Regions from separate parts of the Mus musculus genome. Here all the other regions are linked to region 2. Evidence: chromatin contacts called from public HiChIP or PLAC-seq data. All regions are on one chromosome and are shown on one strand. The core of a region is the stretch at or near the end of the contact, and the rest is flanking DNA. Distances in the headings are between cores, read along the strand shown. Region 1 overlaps Ntrk2 (neurotrophic tyrosine kinase, receptor, type 2). Region 2 holds the start of Ntrk2 (neurotrophic tyrosine kinase, receptor, type 2). Region 3 overlaps Ntrk2 (neurotrophic tyrosine kinase, receptor, type 2). Region 4 overlaps Ntrk2 (neurotrophic tyrosine kinase, receptor, type 2).

Region 1 (3,501 bases), core at 590-3,089, 230 kb before region 2:
TTTTATTTCCTTTCGGGTGCTGGATCCCCCAAGAGTGGAATTACAGATGACCACGAGTCACCATGTAGCTGCTGGAGCTGGGACATAGGTCCCTGCAACTGCAGCCTATGCTCTGAACCGCTGAGCCTCCTCAAGCCCTCTGGATTTCTGTTTGTTTTTTAAAATGTTAGCCTCGAACTTAGAAATCTACCTCCCTCTGCCTCCCAAGTGCTGGGATTAAAGGCGTGTTCCAGGACAGCCAGGGCTATATAGAGAAACCCTGTCTCGAAAAACCAAAATAATAATAATAATAATAATAATAATAATAATAATAATAATAATAATAAATGTTAGCTAAAGAACATCCGTAACGGCAGTCCATATCTACATCATAACTACGCATCCATACTTTCCCTTTCCAATGTAGCCCACTTGGTTTCAGAGTCACTACACGGCTGAAGGTGGACTTCAGTACTGGATCCTTCTACTGCCTGCATCTGTCAAGTGTGGGGACTGTTAAGCGCATGCCAGTATACCTAGCTTATTCAACCATTTCTAAAACGATTTCTCATTACATTAGATTATTAATATTATATGTCATCTTTACAGTTTCCTTCAGCTGTGACCATCAGAGTTTCAAGAAGCCACTTTGTTGTCCAGAAGTAAATGCGATGGTTAACTCAAGCACATCAGAATTCTATTTCCACGGTCTGTTCCGACCCACTCCCCTACGACCGCCCTCTCATTCATCCAATGAGCATCGCTTTTGTGCATCATGACGCATATTAGTCAACACACTCAAAGTCATGGCTCCCCCACGGAGAGTATGACTGACACCCTGAAAGAGGTCACAGACACGAAGTGTCACTCATTGAGTAAACACACTGATACATAATTTTATATCCCTGACAATGCTGTGAAGGTCAATTCAAGAGACTTGGCAGCGTGGAGTCTGATCTGCTTGGGGGACAAGAAAGGACAGCCCTTCCAAAGAGATGACTTGAGCTGAGACCCATGAGCTGTAGTTGCCTGCACCGGGGAGTGGGGTAAGGACTGGGCACTGTGGCAGATGCTGGGCTGAAAGAACAGTGTGTAAGTTTGCATTCTGAACTCTTGGTGGAGAAAAATACCATTACTTCCTCTGGGGGAAAGAAGGAATTCAGACACTTTTAAAGTATAAAACTTAAGTCTGCTCTCAGCAAAGTGTTTGCTGAACCCATGCAGCAGCCACCAAGTCTGCTAAGACTCCACCTGTGTGTGTCTCCAACTCTTTTAATTTAATACTTTGAGATAGTTGCTTGGCTTCCCTGGGTCTTAGATTTCTCATCCATAAAATACGAGACTTTATGTATATGATTTTAAAGGTCTCTCTCAGATTCAGCGCTACTTGGTTCTAGAAATAAACCGGAGTTAGCCAGGGAGGGACACAGTTCCTACAAAGCAGACTTTTGAAAAAAAAAAAAAAAGAAAGAAAGAAAAAGAAAAAAATCATCTTGCATTCACAGTACAAGAAAAAGGTTGTAGGAAGGGTAGTTATTGAAATGCATGTTAGATGGAGCCAAAAATAGCTGATGCATCGACAGTTAATGCAAGGGAAAGTGCGATGGAGCGTTTCCTTGGCAACCGAGTAACCCAAAGGCAAAGTAACTGGATTTGATCAAAGACTGGTTACTTCGCTTCTCTCCTATGTATGTATGTACATATGTATGCAGTATTATTCAGTGAAAAGAGGAAAATGGTTGACAAATCCATTTCCCTGAGAAAGAAAGACCATCCAAGTAATGAAGAAAAGACCAATCCAGCTGAATCCAAACTAGCAGATGCTTTAGCAGGAGAGAGGCGTCGTCAGCCTGTGTGCCCCTGAAGGCATGCACATGGCCTGGAACACCGAGTCCTTCAAGCTCCTCAAGTACTCGGGAGCATCAACACCAGGATTCACCTGCATCTGACATCTGTCAATCTGCCCAGAGAGCTTTGGATGGCAAACCAAAGTCAGCTCTTCAGAGAGAGAGAGAGAGAGAGAGAGAGAGAGAGAGAGAGAGAGAGAGAGAGAGAGAGAGAAGGACAATGGCTGCAGTTGCTTAGCATGCATAGTCAATGCTGCAGGGGTTGCTAGGCAACAGCAGAAAGGCTGTCAAGCATCCCTGGGTGCACCCAATGGAGTAGGAGCAACCCAAGCTACTCCAGAGATGTGAGAGTCTGCGCAGTACTGGAAGATGTGTTCAGTTTGACATTGCTTAAAAAAAATAATAAATAATAAAACAGAAATCTGTTTTTGTTATGGTCAGAATGGAGTGATGGATGTTTTTCTCCTAGATTAATTTAGTTCTGAATACATTTTCAGTTAGACTGAAGCCCTAGACATGAGTACACCTAGGTTGCCGAGAGGCTCTGTGCAAGGTCTGCAAATTATTCTGACCTGATTCACCCCGGAGCTCATGAAGATACAACCTCTGCATTCCAGAGAGCTGGCCTGGTCCCCTGACGGAAGCTTGAGTTATAGCGGGTAAGCTGCTGCTGTAACAAACGTTCATACTCAAGGTCACTGCTGTTTAGCTCCTCAGGTCTGTGGTCATGGAGCAAGAGTGCGGTTTTAATCTACGGTTTCTTTGTCCTTCTTCTCTGTGATGGCAATCTCATTTTAACCCCGAGAAGACTGGCAAGGAGAGGTCAGGATCTGACAAAGGGTCAAGTACCTTTCCTCCTCCCAACCCCACCCTTGGCACTGTTTAATGAGCAAACGTTTATCACAGATCATTAATTTGCAGAAACAAGCTGGGTAAAACCAGAAGGTAGCATGAAAGAGTGTGTACTAGGCGATTCAGAGAATTTGAATTCGAGTCGGAACTCCAACAAGGGCCCACTGGGTAATGTTAATGAGATATCGGCACAAAGTGGAGTGCTCTGTGAACAGGGAAGCAAGATGGTCTACTGTACACGGTCTTCTAAAGCCCAGTCAAGGCAGGGCAGGGGTGGGCGAGGACCCACAGAAGCGTCATTACCATCTGTCCATCCCTAGTCATTAGTGGGTTGGGTCACTTTGGTTTTGTGTTTGCTCAAAGGGATCTGAATGTACAAACTGCAAATGTCCCAGCTTTGGCCACACAGTACCTTTTCATTACGGGCATTGCTCGAGTGCAGGAGAGTCAGCGCAGGGCAGGGATGAGAGGCCACAGTTACTGAGAACTCTCTGGGATGATGCCCACATGCCTGGCCACGGCCTCTCAGCTATTCCCACTCTGTCATCTAGAATCCCTGGATCACCCAGCATTTTCACACCCTGGGGGAGGGAGGGCACATGTACCCCACTGTTAAGTGAACTTAGTCTGAAGCCTTGGCTAGGCTTTCTGAGTGGCCTCCAAATAGAGTTTAAAACGTGGACCCAACATGGACACAGGCCTCCATTTTTCTGGTTTGATATAGATGGCTTGGTTAGGTGTAGACACCCAGCCTGAACATATGCTCATCTATAAAACTGCAGAAATAAGAACACTTTTGGTCTCATTTATCGGTAAAGGTAAA
Region 2 (3,512 bases), core at 151-2,650:
CTGACATCCGTAAGCCAGTGAAACAGACAGAGAAGTGACAGGTACCCCATCTCTCTGGTCTCTGACTTCTTGCCATGTGTGGGACAGCATCTGTCCCAAACATACACCTGCCTGATTCCTGAGGTGGGGACAGGAGAAAAAGTAAAAGGAACTCACATTTCCGTGATGTTCTCCGGGTCAACGCTGTTAGGTTCCAACCTCGGGAATGCCACGATGCCTGGAGAAGGCTCAGTACACCAAATCCTAGCGGAACTGCATTTGCAGGACGTCGGGCAGGCGAGAGAGGCCCTCCAGAAGCCCAAGACCAGCAGGCATAAGCCCCAGAGCCGCGCCATGGCGGGTCCATGCCACTTCAGCCAGGGCGACATCCCGAGCTGCCAGTGCCAGTCAGTCGGAGTGCGTGTCCCTACGCTGAGCCAGGCGTCCCCCGCCGGAGGGGGGAGGCCTTCCCTGCGCCCTCTTGCTGCTTGGTGCTGGTGGCCTCCCGCGGAGTGGAGCGTACCAGAGGCTGAGCCTGTCGGTGCTGGGGCTGAGCAGGTTGGCGCTGACCAAATGGTTCACAGTGGCTGGGACATCGCGGGCCGCTGCTCCGAGCCACAAGGCGGCTGCATAGTCCTATACGCCAGGCACCACTCGGTGGATCTCCCTGGACTCTTTGGGTCGCAGAACCGCTAAACCGGCACGAATATCGATATCGGTGCGCACCTCAGGGCTGAGGACAAACAGACATGGATGAGACTAATAGACCCCACACACCACCAACTGGGACACAGTCCCTCCGCGCTCTCCTCACCCTGAACCCCAAGCCTGGAGAATGAATGTCTGAGTGCCCAGCTCCCGCCCCGCCATCAACTTGCCCCTTAGTGCCCCCCCCCCGTGTGCCCGCCCTCCCTTCAAGCCTGAGGCCGAGGCATGAGAAGTCGGTAACGGGTCTTTGAGAGCAGATTCCATGGCATAGGCCAAGCCAAGGACCCTCCAAAGAGGCTGCGGCAGCGCTGGGGCCCCAATGATGCTGCAGAATCCTCCCCGGCCGCTGGGCGCGGGGGGAGAGGGGAGGTGGGCAGGTGGCGCGGCACATCCCACCTGGGGAGCAACTGCGGTAGCAGGACAGTGCCGGCCCAGGCCACCGAGGACTGTCCGCGCGGCTTCCCCGGCCTCCCGTAGCAAGCGCAGGGAGCAGAGCGCTGCAGAAGCAGCAACAGCAGCTGAAGCAGCGACTGGGCTCTAACCGGCGGCCGCCGCCGCCGCCGCCTCTGCTACTGCTGGCGAAGTGACGTGAGGGCTGACGCAGAGCAGGGGCAGAAACTCCAGAAAATTAGTATGAAATCCAAAAACACACACGCTCACACACGCGCGCGCGCACACACACGCACACACGCATAGCATAGCACCCTCCAGACAAAAGCAAGGCGGAGGGGAGGGAATCTGGGGGCGAGCGGGGAGGAGGAGGCTTGGTGCCAGCGGCCAGGCGCAGACAGCAGCATGTGGGAGTTCACACTCGCGCGCACGCACACACCTTGGCGGGGTAGCTGTGCGGGTGTGCATGTGTGCGCGTGTGCGTGTGTGTGCCCCCTTTAGACCCCGGTACATCTAAAATGCAGCGATGCTTCCTTGGTCCCTAATTCTTACATCTCTTCCACATCGCAGTACAGACTAGCTCCCCCTTTTTTAAATGGAAGCCCTGTTTGGTTAGGCTCTGAAAAAAATGCTCTGATTCGTATTGTAGGAATCCTCCCTTTTCCTTTTCCTTTCCCTCTCCCTCCCCGCCGCGTTCTTCTTTCTCACCATGCTCATAGGGGAAAGCAAGCTATTTCCAAAATATAGGGAAGACAAGCTACACCCCGTACAAAAATAAATATATAGCGCTGTACGTTAGTAACCAAGGACCATTGCCGGGTTCCGGACTACCTATTTAGGGGTGGATGGTTCCAAAGCTCTCCTGATGGGGTTTCTGCCAAGAGAGAAGTGTAGACAGCCTGCAGACACAAGTGTAGCTCTGATGGATCTTTCTCCTGCCGTTTGCGCCACAGAGAGAGCCCTGCGTGGGAAGGGAGCGCGCCGGCCGCGCTGTGGGTTCCCTAAATGCTTTGCACCGACCCTGGCCTGTGGAATGGATGGCTCCGCATCATCTTCTCTTATTCCTTAACCTGGCAGGATGCAGCCATTTGAGGATCACAGCTTCACTCCCCGCGACACCCACCCGCACGCGGAGCACCCAAGCCCCTGTCCCCTGCCCTGCCGTACCTTGCGCGTGTTCGTGTGCGCGCGTGCATGTGCGCCAACGTGTACCCTGCACCCGCGCTGCCCGAGGCAGGATGTGCTTCCAGCTACCGAGAGGCCGGGCTCCGGCAGCGCCCTAGAGTCTCAGTGGGGACACGTGAGATGATTCCGGAGGGTCGAGTGACAAACGTGCGGGTGCAGTTAAATGGTCGCTGCGGGCCATTCGCGAGCCTGATCTGAGCCTCCTCTCACCATTTGTAGCTGCGACCGCCCGCACATCCGCAGTCATTTAAAAGGGAATCTGGTAGATGCGCCGCAGTGCCTGACACTTTCGAGGGCTCTGGTGCCCCCGCGTGGGGAGAAGAAACCCAGCACGCTCCGGTACCTCGGGCCATTGCTACCACCGCATTAGGAACTGCGCTACCGGCGCACTGCAGCTCCAGATGCGCAACCGCCGCGCTGTGTGCACATTGCTACCCAGGCAGTGCGCCTCTCACCAGATCCCTACAATCTCCTGCCTCTGAAGTCCTCCACGCACCACAAGACAATGCGCTGGAGTCCAATTTAAGACATAAGAATAGTCATCCAACTGCCCGCAAAAGGCCAGAAATGAGAAGGATGATGTCAGGGGAAATGTTTGGGTCTTCGCACAGCCTTAAACATCACTAAGAAATAAAATCAATCTAGCAAGATTTTCACATAGATGTCATGCACCAGGGATAGAAATATAATCCTTACACATTTAAAACACCCGGCCGGCCGAGGCCTGGAGCAAAAACCAGCAGGTCACCTCACCCCCTTCCCTGAGCCCTGATACACCTTGGGGGCTTGGACCACCCAAGCTTCAGATAACTTCTCAGTTCTGCCTGCCACCTTTGCTGCTGTGGCAAGGCACAGAACCCCAAAGCTAAGACATCTTTGTCCAGGAGACACAGTTGTGCTGCCAATGTTCTTTTAGGGAGACTTTTCCAGACACATACACGTGCGTGCGCGCGCGCGTACACACACACACACACCTTATTGTGTATGTGTGTGGGTTACCAAATCAAGGGTATCAGAGGAAAGCTGATTTTCTCCTTCCATCACGCGTCCTGGGAGCAAGGTGAGATCAGACCAAGTGTCTACTCACTGAGCCATCTCTCCTTCCATTTGCCAGTGTCTTTTGTGGAAAAACCCCTAGGAACACTGAAGAGGAAGGGAGGAGTAATTACTGCCCCACTCCCGCCCCTGCGCACTCATGCGTGCCCCAGACTCATGCCTACTCTCACTCCATTTTTTCTCAGAAAATGTCC
Region 3 (3,372 bases), core at 197-2,696, 160 kb before region 2:
AATCTCCAGCTGAAGATATATATATATATATATATGTATATACATATACATATACATATATATATTCTTAATATATTTTGGCCATTATTTCCTAAACACTATAGTATGACATGTATACAGAATTTACATTATATTAGACATTATAAGTAATCTAGAGAGATGACTTGATTATGTGGAGGGTTGTACTCAGGTTCAGTACAAATACAATGCCCTTTTACATAAAAGAGATGTGATCTCTGAGGACGTTGGTATCTGTGTGGTCCTGAGCAGACCTGCATGTGTACTGAGAGGGTTCACTGTTTAAGGGTGAGAGATATACGGAAGCCAGCACTTCAGGCAGTGATGTGGAATGGAGACCCTGGGCTAGATGCCAAGGAGGACTGGCTCTCTCCAGACACGACAGGAAGTATCCAGCATGATCCTGAGTGAGCCTCGGGTCCCATCTTAGACTGGTTCTTCCTCCATAGAGAAAGACATTGGGAGGTGAGTCCAACAAGCTTCAGTGTCCCATAAACACTAGAGATACACACATCAGGGACACACACCAAGAGCACTGACACTTGACCTTGCATCGTTTTCCTGAGCCTGGCATCTGGGAAATGTGACGTCATGTGCAATTTAAAGAAAAAGCATCCAGGCACCCGGCCTAGAGTTTCTCTGGAAAAAAATAGTCCTTAGGTCTCCTCTTAGGAGGAGAGCCTGTGCTCTGCAGAAGCAGTCTTTAAAACTGTGCTCATTAATACTTGCTGTGTGACAGGAGCTTACTAGAGATTAGATACTACTTTAATTAGGGGAACTCGATCAGCATTTATTGCCACGTTTAAAAAAATAATAATAATATGCTGAAACAAAAGCCTGGGAGATTTAAAGTCCAGAAGCCTCCAGTGGGAATGGATGAAATTCATCTTGTGTGAGACACAGCAAGGTCTCCCAGTCCCATATTTCAAACAACTAATTTTGAAGAAAAATGGTTGGCTCTTATTTTTCTCTTCCATTCTGAACACAACGAACTATTTCAAAAGAAAATCAGCGGGGTTTACCTCTCAAGTCACCGACAATTAAGTGCTGGGTTTTTCAAATCAACTGCAAATTCCAGAAAGCTCTACAACAAAGGCCACAATGTTCCACCCTGGTGAGTGAAAGGTGGGACCCCTCAGCTCTGGCTCCTAATGCTCCAGGCTTGGGTTTGGATCGAAGCAGGGTCTGCCCCAGCCTAATAAAAAGGCTTGACAGACATGAGAGAGTGAACTCAAAGCTTTGCCTCTTTCCTGAGTACCCCAGTGAGAGCTCAGAGTGCTCTGAGAACACTTTCTCAGCTGCCACAGGCTGTCTAAGGGGAGGCAGGTGACGTCTGTCTGCGCTCACACATTTTCCTGCTGACCCCCTCTTAATGCTGGCCTCACACACGCTCCAATTCCCTTTCTCTTCAAAGCACTGCCGGTTAGTAATTTAGAGCAAAGTCTTCACAAAGAACTCACTTTAGAAGCAATGCTAGTGGCCCCTCTAAGAGAACAACAAGCCTGGCAAACAATTTATGACAAATTCCCCTGAGACTGGGTTTCCATGGAGAACCCAAACAGTGAGTCAGACCTGCAGGACATGCTCAGACCAGTCCCTCTTACCTTGTTACTGAGACCTTTCAAAGGAAGGAAGGTACCTCACAACTCCGCTTTACAGTCTTGCTGGTTCATTAGTGTTTTATTGCTGAGATCATACATGTAACATAGAAATTTGTTTTCAGTCCCTCAGGATCATCACCTGTTGCCACTAATGCAGGGAACCGTGAGGGGAGCTTTCTGTATTGTATGGGATTTTACAGGAGAGGGCTGTGCACAGTGAGGTATCCAGACGCTACAAGACGTGTTTCTCGTTGATTCTACCCAAGGCCAGGAACTGTATGGTAATAGCTAGGATGTAATCTTATAGCTGGATACCCTTTATTTATTTGGAAGTCTTCACTGTGAAACCAAACAAATAGAATTCTATGCACTTAAAAAGGCAAAAATGTTGAATAAATAGTGAGTAGAACCCAACAAAAACCTATCATTTAAAGCAAGATGCCATTGAACAGGCTGGCTATTCTGCTGGGTCACTTGAGGTGGCTACCCTTGGTCAGTAAAAGAAAGCCAGACCCATGAGAGAAAAGTCACTTCTCATTTTACCCTTCCCCATTAAATGGCCAGAGTGTTCTTTAAGGGTCATGGATTTTCTGAAAAATTATCAAAATTATCAGGTCAGGAAGTCTCAGAGTGGGAGTAATTTTGCCTCCAGTGGAAAGAGATCATGAAGAGATTTTAGGTTGTCCCCATGCTGGGGTGAAGTGGAGGGCATGTGTTCTATACATCTGATGGCTTGAAGCCAGAAATGCTACATCACCACAGTGCCTAGGAGAAGTTCCTGTGGTACAGAAGCTAAGACCCACAGTTTCTGCCTGAGCTGATACCCAAGTCTATACCCTAAGATTCCAGATACATAGAACAGTCCATGCAGTGCAGAACTAAAACTAAGGTGCTAATGATAACAAGATTGAGAAGCCCAGACCTAGGTTAGAGTGTAGAAAGGTTGGAATTTATTCTAAATAATTCGGGACCTGTTTTAAAAAACAGATCACAGACTGCCTATGCAAAGGCACGCAATCCTTTCTGTCTTAGCTTCTCTGATACTCCTCAAAGATCCGAGTTACCTGATCATGTCGTTTCTTCTCTCTGGAATACAAGATCATTGCTATCATCGTTAGGACCATCACCATCAGGAACTGGACTCAGACTCTGTCTTGGGACTAAGTCATTGATTCACCAATTCTTTATGGACACACTGCGATTGCTTAGGCTGTCTCTGAACCTTCTTCTCCCGGCCACCAATAGAACTACCTCTTGTGATTAGACCCGGCCACAGGATCTGACTCCAGCTGTGTCAGCCCGTGACTTGTGTCCAAACTTCTCTGATTCCAGTCCACACTCTTCAGATAAGCATGCCATGACTCTTCCTACTTATTATTGATTTGCTTAAGCCCTACCCATTGGCTGCCTGATGGGTTCCAAACAGTATAAAAATGTAACGAGAATAGAATAGCCACATTACCTCTCTGCCTGGTAAATTCGGTGTCTTTATTCCTGAAATGTGACCTTCAAACTCTACCTTTGACCATTAAGTTCCATTCATTCTGACAAATGAAAAATTATTTCATCAGGAAATGCTTCTTGATTCTTCAAATTAAAAAAAAAATTAGTACATATTTGGGCTGTTTCTTGCCATAAGTATCACGTGGTTCACTGTATTTATACAATTCTATTTTTTTAGTTAGAGTTTAAGGATTCCTGTGCTACTCCACCCAATATCCTTTGCCATGAGCTTCATAACAATTACAATACA
Region 4 (3,301 bases), core at 615-3,114, 150 kb before region 2:
CAACTTATAATTTATTAGAGACATGTAAATCAATGCAAGTTTCTTTTGTGCCTCAGTGCTGGATTCTTAGTACGCTGTAGTAGGATGGGGTGCTGGGTTCTTAGTACATTGTAGTGGTGCGGGGTACTGGGTACTTAGTACACTCGTGGTGTGAGGTACTGGGTACTTAGTAACGCTGTCGTGGTATAGGTTACTGGATTCTTAGTGCGTGCTAGTAGCATAGAGTTGTTCTGACATTTCTGTCTGACAGGTGAGGAAGCCTCCCTGCTGATCATCAATGTGGACCTTCGAGGAAGGTGTGCTAGCTCAGACACAGTTCCTGAGCACACCACCCTCGTGAACAAACAGCCCCTAGACAGAGCTGATTATTCTCACGCATGTGTGAGGAGCTGAAGGCACAGAAACCCAGCCCTGTGTGGGATCCACACCGTGGTTTTAGAATTAGGGTGTAGAGCCTAGGCAGCCCAACCTCAGAGTTGGGCAATGGTTGCTTACAACCACCAAACTCCTGGTTTGAGGCACAACCTCGCCTCCGGATGCCCAGAGGTGGCTCTAAGCAGGTCTAGTAAGTTCTCCAGGGAGTTGTATCATCTCTAAAAGACCAGCAGGAGAAAGAGCACCCCCCATCCATTCCAAGAGCCTGGAAGAGAGGAAGCATGGCTCTGTAGGACATAAGATTAACACTAAATTATTCTGGGAAGTCACAACAGTGTGTTCTGATGTCATCTCAATTAGAATGCAGGTCCCTTGAGGCCCTACCGCTCACTGCTGTGTGCTCACTGTCACTCACAGGCTTCAGGTACCTCTGGGCTCCTGATAATCCCTGCATTAAATGTAATCCAATCCAAGAGCTCCTCCGACCTCCTTGACCCAGGGTCTCTCATTTCCCCGTAGGGCTATCTCTTTCAGACAAACACACCAGCATGTGGAATCGTTATCTAATAATCTAGATCATGAGTGTGGACAGGGCAGACTGTAGCAAGGACCAGCCCAGCCTGTTCTTGACTTTCTGAACATCTGGAGGTGATTTTTTTCAGCCCATATTAGAATCTCAAAAGTAACTGTGCTATTAATAAAATATTCAAAATGCATGAGCACATTTGGACAGTCTTATTTTCCCCACCGTAAGGTTAACTCAAAACGTTTTGGCAAAGAACGGACCTATGGCATTTGCTCAAGCATCACGGAACTCCTCTTTCCCAAACGATGCTCAGAGGAAGCTGGAGATGCCTGGGAGGTGGCCCTGAGTCTTGCCCTGCAAGCAGAACCTCCTGGGATCACCGAGCTGCTTCAGTTTGCCAATTGTTTTGCACATTACGTTAGATCAGGAGTTGCTGGCACTGCGGAGAAGACGGAGCAAGTGCCTCAAGCAAGCTCTGTGTGCTGGGGTGAAGAGATGGCTTACCTGGCTCACAGAGTCTGCATTTTCAAAGTATCCACCCCACCCCACCCCTACACATGATTGCAGAATAACTGCCTGTCACCTAGCTCCTGTGGGTCAGAATCACCCTGCCGTGACCCACATGGGCTACCCACAGCAATGACTTAAAAATCCACCTGCCTAGTCTTACAATAGGATCCTTACTGAAGTGATGAGAGAGGAGGCAGCTTTGATTTTCTGCCAATCCAATGAACCATCTTTGAATTTCTGTGGGTGGTTGTTGTTATGTCTATTTGAATTTCTCACAGCAGCAGATGTGAGAAAAATTGTTGCAGAGGACCGGCACTTGATAGCCACACCCTCCTTCCATGCAGAGAAACCCTTTATCCAAGAGTTAGTGGTGGCTGCCTGTCAATCAATCGACTGGAAGAATGTGGCTGAGTGCATGGTGTCACTCAGCACCATGTCAGCACACACAAGCACTGGGAACATCCTCTCAAATGATTGTGGGCTGGGTGAGGAAGGGTGCCTTCGACGCGGGCAGGCACTCAATAATTACTGATTATGAATGGTTGCGGCTGCCAACGCCACCTTAAAAAAATAACTACATTACTTGTTTACATTATATGTTTTAATTCATTGACTATGTACTTAGTTATTTTTCTTGTGTGGGCATGTGCACGCCAGGGCACTAGAGTGGAGGTCAAAGGGCAACTTTCAAGCATTGGTTTGCTCCTTCCTCCATGTGGGCTCTGGAGATTGGACTCAGGGCATCCGTCTTTGTGCCCTCCCCCAAGTCTTGAGCGGCTGAATCAGACCTTGTTTTTACCACAGCCTGCTAGCCCACCTAGGGTGGAGTCTTCTGACCTAGGTAAAGTCTATTGTGTGCCACACCTGCAGCTTCCTGCAAGAAGCCACCACCTGCTGAGCAGCTGAGCTTGTTTTCTTGAGGAGAGATCCTGACAAAGTGGCCAACAAGATCCTGGCACAGTGGGGGATGAGTCCCGCGTCTCACCCCCGCCCCCCCCCCCTTTAAAAATCAGACCCTAGAATTAAAGTGGAGCCTTGATCAGAGAACTTTGTCTTGGCTCTCGCTATTTCTCTCACCGTCCTTCCCATCCATCCCCAGCTTTTCTTTCAGGAACCCAGGAACCTGTGGCTGCTGGCAGCTACAAGTCTTGGTGATAAGCACCTTTGCCCTCTGAACTATCTTGCAAGACCCCAAAATACTCTATGAGAGAGGATATGAGGATTCATTCAAGCCCTCATAGGAAATGCCCAGCTTGGAGTTGCAGAGGTCTCTGTTAAGCAGGGGCCTGGGGGGAGGGGTACGGCATTCCTACACCAGTAGAAGGAGTAAATCAGCAATCATTGCAGCTTTCTGTGCTATGGGATGCTGTAACGTAGAAGAGGAAGACTGCACACACGACTTTCAATAGGTTTTTCCCAGCTATAGAAAAACATGAACCAGCTACACACTAAAATGTTCAGCCTTCAGAACGGAATGGGATGTAGATCTTTTGTTCTTTAGCAAAACTTTAAGAATCACAAAACCATTAAGCCAAGCATCAACCCTCTTAAGCCTTGTCCCCTAAAGGTGGCTGCGGGTACACACAGCAGTGGTGTCCCATGCTTGTCTCTTTCGCTGCCTGGCAAAGAGGGGCTTTTTGAGTCTCTGGTGTTAGCATGAGGGCAGAGCTAATCACCCAAGCTGGTGAGGATGAAATCTGGAAATGAAAGGCGTCCCTCAGCTCAGAAACAGAAAGTGGCAGACAGCCGGAAGGGTCTGCAGAAGCTCCAGGCTATGTGCTGGCCCTCAGCGATAGGACATAGGCTGTTTGCTTCTATTCAGCAGAGGAACAAGAAGATGTGCTATCAACTGGAGCCAGGGCAGATTTCAGGGTCCGGCAAGCCTGGAGA

What was found. HiChIP or PLAC-seq counts read pairs in DNA pulled down with a chosen protein or histone mark.
Region 1: a contact with region 2 is called in an H3K4me3 HiChIP or PLAC-seq map of embryonic basal ganglia, with 6 times the contacts expected there. The contact joins the enhancer-like site here to the promoter of Ntrk2 in region 2. A contact is called at or near these places in 3 of 39 promoter capture datasets (the 3T3-L1 cell line, embryonic stem cells and liver), 5 of 484 Hi-C or Micro-C datasets (cerebellar granule neurons, cerebral cortex, forebrain and 2 more), 14 of 115 datasets of contacts at active chromatin or transcription factors (SST interneurons, craniofacial prominence, embryonic basal ganglia and 9 more) and 2 of 9 other capture datasets (liver and pancreatic islet).
Region 3: a contact with region 2 is called in an H3K4me3 HiChIP or PLAC-seq map of embryonic forebrain, with 5 times the contacts expected there. The contact joins the enhancer-like site here to the promoter of Ntrk2 in region 2. A contact is called at or near these places in 5 of 39 promoter capture datasets (the 3T3-L1 cell line, cranial neural crest, embryonic stem cells and 2 more), 2 of 484 Hi-C or Micro-C datasets (embryonic stem cells and liver), 16 of 115 datasets of contacts at active chromatin or transcription factors (SST interneurons, embryonic basal ganglia, embryonic forebrain and 8 more) and 4 of 9 other capture datasets (adipose tissue, embryonic stem cells, liver and 1 more).
Region 4: an H3K4me3 HiChIP or PLAC-seq map of embryonic stem cells shows a contact between it and region 2, with 5 times the contacts expected there. The contact joins the enhancer-like site here to the promoter of Ntrk2 in region 2. A contact is called at or near these places in 6 of 39 promoter capture datasets (3T3-L1-derived adipocytes, embryonic stem cells, epiblast stem cells and 2 more), 7 of 484 Hi-C or Micro-C datasets (cerebellum, cortical neurons, embryonic stem cells and 3 more), 15 of 115 datasets of contacts at active chromatin or transcription factors (astrocytes, craniofacial prominence, embryonic basal ganglia and 9 more) and 2 of 9 other capture datasets (adipose tissue and pancreatic islet).

Annotation. Positions count from the first base shown.
Region 1 is chr13:59,039,694-59,043,194 of GRCm38.p6, reverse strand. The region is part of intron 14 of Ntrk2 (neurotrophic tyrosine kinase, receptor, type 2); the gene reads right to left. Among named protein-coding and RNA genes, the nearest start is that of Gm53063, 32 kb to the left of the region's middle. Within about 2 kb of position 1,839, at least 70 of the 459 cell types and tissues checked have an H3K27ac peak or open chromatin away from gene starts, as enhancers often do. A contact at or near this core is called in cerebral cortex, embryonic basal ganglia, embryonic forebrain and 4 more, where this site is marked.
Region 2 is chr13:58,805,585-58,809,096 of GRCm38.p6, reverse strand. Ntrk2 (neurotrophic tyrosine kinase, receptor, type 2) reads right to left here and starts at 1,400. Exons shown (of 18, transcript NM_001025074.2): 1 at 1,084-1,400; 2 at 157-712. The coding sequence starts at 368.
Region 3 is chr13:58,969,720-58,973,091 of GRCm38.p6, reverse strand. All of the region lies in intron 12 of Ntrk2 (neurotrophic tyrosine kinase, receptor, type 2), which reads right to left. Among named protein-coding and RNA genes, the nearest start is that of Gm53063, 100 kb to the left of the region's middle. Within about 2 kb of position 1,446, at least 71 of the 459 cell types and tissues checked have an H3K27ac peak or open chromatin away from gene starts, as enhancers often do. A contact at or near this core is called in embryonic basal ganglia, embryonic forebrain, embryonic stem cells and 4 more, where this site is marked.
Region 4 is chr13:58,953,919-58,957,219 of GRCm38.p6, reverse strand. The region is part of intron 12 of Ntrk2 (neurotrophic tyrosine kinase, receptor, type 2); the gene reads right to left. Among named protein-coding and RNA genes, the nearest start is that of Gm53063, 120 kb to the left of the region's middle. Within about 2 kb of position 1,864, at least 14 of the 459 cell types and tissues checked have an H3K27ac peak or open chromatin away from gene starts, as enhancers often do. A contact at or near this core is called in cortical neurons and embryonic stem cells, where this site is marked.